Linked DNA regions of Lactuca sativa: region 2 is linked to region 1. The links are chromatin contacts, called in public Hi-C maps. All regions are on one chromosome and are shown on one strand. Each heading gives the region's core, a stretch centred on a gene start, on an enhancer-like site or on the middle of the called end of the contact. The rest is flanking DNA. Distances are from core to core; before and after follow the strand shown.

Evidence for each region. A called contact is a pair of places that touch in the nucleus more often than the background predicts.
Region 2: a Hi-C map of leaf shows a contact between it and region 1, with 5 times the contacts expected there. The contact joins the promoter of LOC128132835 here to the promoter of LOC111885714 in region 1. A contact is called at or near these places in 2 of 4 Hi-C or Micro-C datasets (leaf and seed).

Annotation. Positions count from the first base shown.
Region 1 is chr3:142,612,525-142,615,625 of Lsat_Salinas_v11, forward strand. It overlaps LOC111885714 (AP2-like ethylene-responsive transcription factor TOE3), which reads left to right and starts at 1,689. Exons shown (of 9, transcript XM_023881958.3): 1 at 1,689-2,951. The coding sequence starts at 2,374.
Region 2 is chr3:142,747,897-142,750,997 of Lsat_Salinas_v11, forward strand. It overlaps LOC128132835, which reads right to left and starts at 1,664. Exons shown (of 3, transcript XM_052769825.1): 1 at 1,657-1,664; 2 at 153-1,508; 3 at 1-60. The coding sequence starts at 1,664.

The DNA of each region.
Region 1 (3,101 bases), core at 439-2,938:
AGTTAAAGTTGTAATGACCAACATTAAGTCACTAACAAAATTAAACACTTTGAAACTATATTAAAAAGAAAATAAAAACATAATAAACATCTAATAGAATCATACATGTATACAACATATATTTTTTCACATTATAGACATATTACATATTCATTATAGCAACATATTTTTTTTTTCATTTTTTCCACACATTACATACATAAGTACACACATTATACATACAAATACATATAAACATGTTTCATACACATACTCACTATAACATCATAATTTTTTTTTCTATTATAGCAACCTATTTTTTTTTCATACATACAAATTACATATATAATTTCAAAACTCATACATTATATACATAAATACATTTTTTTGCATTTTTTCCACACATTACGTACATAAATACATACATTATACATATAAATACAAATAAACATGTTTTTTAAACATACTCATTATAGCATCATACTTTTTTATTCTATTATAGCAACCTACTGTTTTTCATTTTTTTCATATATACAAATTACACATTCACAAATAATACACATACAAAAAAAAAATACACATACAAAAAATACAAATGTAAAAACACATAGATGCATCATACACATACAAATACATTATACTTATAAAATGAAAGAGGAAAAAGGAGTCTGTGGTAGTCTAATTTCGAAATTTTCCGGCAAGAATTTCACAATTCCAATAACAATTCTGGCAACAACTCCGACAATAACCTTAAATTAAAAGCTTAAACTCACTAAATAAATATCAAAACAAAAGAAGAATCGAAAACAGTGAAGAATTTCGACTTTAAATCTGTTAAAATTCCGGAATTGAAGTGTGTTCGTCACTTCTTGGTCGCCGGTAATGGAAGTCTAGGTCGTCGGTAATGGAGTCAATGGAGGTTTGGAGGCCGGCGACAACTTTCATGTGTGCAATCGGCGGCGGTGTAAGAAGGGGGAGACCGGAGATGGAGAGAATGAGAGAAAGGGGCAGATAGAAGACGCAGGAAACAGCGAACTGGAGGGGTTATCTGCGTGGAGTTTTAGCGGCAACGGGTATTAGCGGCGACATGTAGGTATTAACGGTGACACCCCTTGAGGGAAAAATCAAAGCCTTTTCACGCCGTTACAACTGTTCGATTGAATAAAATTGAACGGACATGGTTCATTTGATGCGGATCACCAATGTATGGGTATTAGCGACGACGTTAGGCATTATTGGTGACATGTAACGCGTCATTTACATGTCGCTGTTAATGCTTAGCGTCACCGTTAAAGTCGTGGCCGTTAATACCTATCTTTTTGTAATGGTTCCTACGAGGAGCACCAAGTTCATCTTACTAAATTAAGTTAAAAAGAATACTATGGTAGGATATGGTAGGAAAGAAAAAGGGAAAAGGCGAAAATGGTTGTAATGGTAAAAAGGAAGGGTTGATATTGATGTTCTGAAAACTGGATGAATGAATGAATGAGAGGTGAGGTGTGATGATACATAGTACAGACACATATAATTAATTAACAATAACTAATTAAGGAAATTGAGTAATTAGTCATCTTTCTAGTCTTGGTGTTGTCGATTTCCTTTCCGGGATATATAATATAATTGTAGAGAGAGAAAAAACAGACAAAAACTAAAGTGTTTTCATTTGTGACTTGTTATTATTATTCCCATTATACATATTATACTTCTTTTTTCGATTTGGTTAACGTCGGAAAGCTGTCTAAGAAAGAGATGGTTCTCTCTTTCTCTCTCTCTCCTGCTCCTTCTCTCTCTAAAATCAATATATTTATATATATGCATATAGTGTGTAAATGAGAAGATTACAAGGAGGATAGATAGATTTCAAATTGGGTAAAGTAGTACAATTCAAACAAAGAGAAAACGGGTTCACAAGAACACAAAGAGAAACACACATATACACACACACCTTTAATATAGTTAGAGAGAGAGAATAGGAAAGGAGGGAGATGGATTTGCTGCTTTCGGCTAAGGGCTAATGAAAACTGGCCTCGTCCATGCTGTATTCGGCAGTTGGTTGTATTGACTAGAGAGATTTTACTCACACACAAGATCTAGTGGGAGATGCACCCACACCCCATCTACCCTATGTGTGTTTATGAATATGTATCTATATAGCTCACCTTCATCCTATGAAACCCTAGCTAGGTTTCTTGTTCTTTGTCTTTCTTTTTAGACCTACCCAGAAAAGAAGAAGAATAAAAAAGATAACAATCCCATTTTAATCATTATATATATCTAACGTCTAGAGAGAGAGAGAGAGAGAGAGATTAAGAGAGAGAGAGAGAGAGAGAGAGAGAGAGAACACAAGTTTTTATTATTAATTTTTCGTTTTCTTTGTTGGTTTTGGAGGGAGAAATGTGGGATCTAAACGGGTTTCCTGATCGGAGGGGGTGCTCTTCACCAGTAGAAGGGGATGAAGAGGATAGTAACAATACTAATAAGGGTAAAGGGGTGGGGTCGATATCGAATTCAAGTTCCTCCGCCGTTGTTATGGAGGAAGATGGGGGCTCCGAGGAGGAGGAATCGGAGAGAGGGAGTCCAAGGAAACGAAGCACTACAGGTGATGGGAGGTTGTTTGGTTTTTCTATGACGGAAAACTCCTCTTGGGACAGCGATCCTCCAGTCACACGACAGTTTTTCCCGGTTGATGATTCCGAGGTGGGACCCACGACCTCCGGCGGAGTTGGTGAAGGGTTGATCTCACCGGCTACAACTTTCCCGACTGCTCACTGGTTTGGAGTTAAATTCTGCCACCAGTCATCCGATCCTTTAGATGGTGTCGCCGCCACAGCAGATGGGTTCCTCGGAAAAACTACCCCCGCCGTTGTTCCTCAGCCGCTGAAGAAAAGCCGCCGTGGGCCGCGGTCTAGAAGTTCTCAGTACCGTGGAGTCACCTTTTACCGGCGAACCGGCCGATGGGAATCACATATATGGTATTGTATAATTTGCTTCCGTTTCGCTTTACAAAGTTTACTTATTTTACCATTTTTCCTCCTTTCTTTATTCATCTACTATTTTCTTCTACTTCTATTTCCAATGCATTATCCCACATTTCAATATTTCAATATTTTAATATATATATA
Region 2 (3,101 bases), core at 414-2,913, 140 kb after region 1:
GCTCTCGACCAGGTCTTTGGTTCCTTCTCCATCAAGTACTTATGGGCTTCCGGACTTAATCTTTCAATTTTTTGCATGAATTCATTGAAAGATTTTGGTGTTGTTGCATTCCAAGCCTTCCAAAAAAGGTTCTAAAAATAGCCCCTACAAACCTCTTCTTAAAATTTGCAACAATGTGCCTTGCACATTGTCGATTCTCAACACAAAGAAGCACATCCTTAACTGCCTCCATAAGACCCTTGTGTTGGTCATACATTAAGGTAAACCCAGTGCTCATACCTAGTTTAAGATCATCTCTGAGCAACTCCAAAAACCACATCCAGTTTTCCTTAATCTCAACACACACTATTGCCCATGCAACTGGAAATATGTGGTTGTTAGCATCTCTGCCCACAACACACAATAATTCCCCATTGCATACACCCTTAAGGAAACATCCATCTATACCTAACACCTTTCTACAACCTTCTAACCAATCAGATTTCACATTAGCAAAACATACATAGAACTTACTAAAGTAAGTCAAACCATCACGCATGCATTGGACATCGATTTTGACTGTTGAACCTGGATTTCTTCTTCTAATTTCCTCCCCATAAGACCACAATTTTTCATAATGCTCAATAAGAGTCCCCTCTATAAGATTCATGGCATGTACCCTTGCTCTTCTGCATTGAGTTAAACTAACCCGTATTCCAAACTTCCTGATGACCTCTAATCTCAATTGTCTAATTGTTAACTTTTGTCTATGCAAAATTTCCTTTGTATAATGCTCTCCTATCCAAGAGTATGTAACAATTGATCCTAGTTTGTAGTTTCTAGCACAATTATGCTCAATCTTCAATGACTTGATTTGAAATGACACCTCCTGCCTCATCCATGTAGCCCATAACCTGAATAGGCAAGCTCCTTTGCAACACACCACCAACAACCTTTTACTATCATTCTTTTTGAAGCATAGTTGGTATCCATTTGCCACATCATAGTTACAGAACATATTTTTCAGTTGCTTTGGACTTTCAAATTTCATCCCAAGAACAGGTACTTGCCTCTTCCATTGCATATCAGGGTTGAAAATGGAATGGATCTCAACATCTTCTTCTTCAACTTCATTGTCACCAGTATCACCTTCTAGAGGATATAACTTACTAAGAAACTCATCCCAAGTCGTCTTGTTCAAAGGTACTTTGTCAATGTCAATTACTTTATCTTCAAGACCTACATTGGGATGCGTTTCATCAGGGGCATTGTTTTCTTCTTTTCTAGGTACATTATCATCTTCAAGGCCACTTTCATTATCTTCACTAACAACAAGATTCATGTCATCATCCCACCATTCCTCCAACCCATTCCCATTATGATCAACATAAACTAAAATTTCCCTATATTCATACCCGCTATCTATAAACTGGTCAAAATCCAAATGATCTATAATGGGACAAATCCCTCTAGATAAAGGGATGTTAGGTAAGCAATAGTAGACGTTTTGAAACTCTTCCCCAATAGCTCTATCAATAAAATCAAAAAAAGTCTCTTACATCCATACCTGCCCAATCAACATCAGTGAATAGGAACTTATTCCCACAAACATACCCAGAAGGATGTCAAACAAATACACCATTCACCATTGTAGTGTATATGAACTCTCAAATATACAGCTTCATTATCGTTCTCAGCCATGCAACAGTGAAACAATCTTCAAAGAGTAGAATACCTTCGACATCAGCAGTGTAATCTCAGTAGTGGATACGATGGTTAAAAACTCTAGTTCAAATCTCCATTCCTCTTCTTATAAAACGACTATGGAAAATGAATTAAGATTATTTACAAGTTTTTTCCACTCTAGAATTACACATTTTGCACAATTAATACTTGACCACCTAAGTCCACGGCCACATCAACTTTTTAACCGGCGAATAAATTACGAAATCAATAAGGGTATAAGAGACAGATAATTTTCGAGTTTGAGGGTCCACAAAAACCAAAAAAAAAAAAAAACAATATTGGTCTTTTAAAACGTAAAGTAAAAGTTAGATGGGTCTCTATGACAAAAACCCTTGTATTTTTTTTAATAATTACTTGTATTTTTATTTTTGATTATTCTTTAGTTGTAGTTTTTTATTATTCAAAATTTATTTCATTTGGTAGCAATATATATTTATTAATTAAGTTTGATATTGTTTTTTTTATTAATTCCAATTAAATTTATTTTCTATTTAAAAATAAGTTATAAAACAACATGGATGAGAAACATGAACATATTCTTGTTTGAAATATAATATAGGGATGTTGAAAGATAAAACAAACAATCTAAAGTTGAAGTGGCAGAGAGTTTTTATGATGGGAAGAAAGTGAAATATGACACCTCCCCCACCCTAAAGATAATAATAAGATGACCGGTGACAATTTGATGAAAATGTGTTGGTGTTGGGGATATAATAACATTGAAATGTCGCAATCGTCCTTTGAGTCACTTGTTTGTTCTTTTACTCTTCCAATCCATCATATGTATTCAACCCTTATGAGAGCGACTTCACACTTCCTGATGGTCGATTTAATGATAATTATTTGACTTTTTACGTATAAAAAATAAAAGTTATGAGGATATATATATATATATATATATATATATATATATATATATATATATATATATATATATATATATATATATATATATATATATATTCAAATATTTTCACTATCTATTGTGTGCCTGTATGATTGATTCTGGACCAATCATTTTAGTTATTTTAAGAAAGTAATTAATGCTTATTAAATGCTGAAGATGTAATTAATATCTATTATATCTTCAACATGTAATATGCATTAATTACTTTCTTAAAATAACTAAAATGATTGGTCCAGAATCAGTCATACATGCACACAATAGATAGTGAAAAGAAAATAACCTACCCCTATATATATATATATATATATATATATATATATATATATATATATATATATATATATATATATATATATATAGAGAGAGAGAGAGAGAGAGAGAGAGAGAGAGAGAGAGGTGGGTTCAATTGAGAAAATAAAAAAGGTTGAGAATGGGGGAATCATTTTCAACCACTCATTTAATTAGCCTC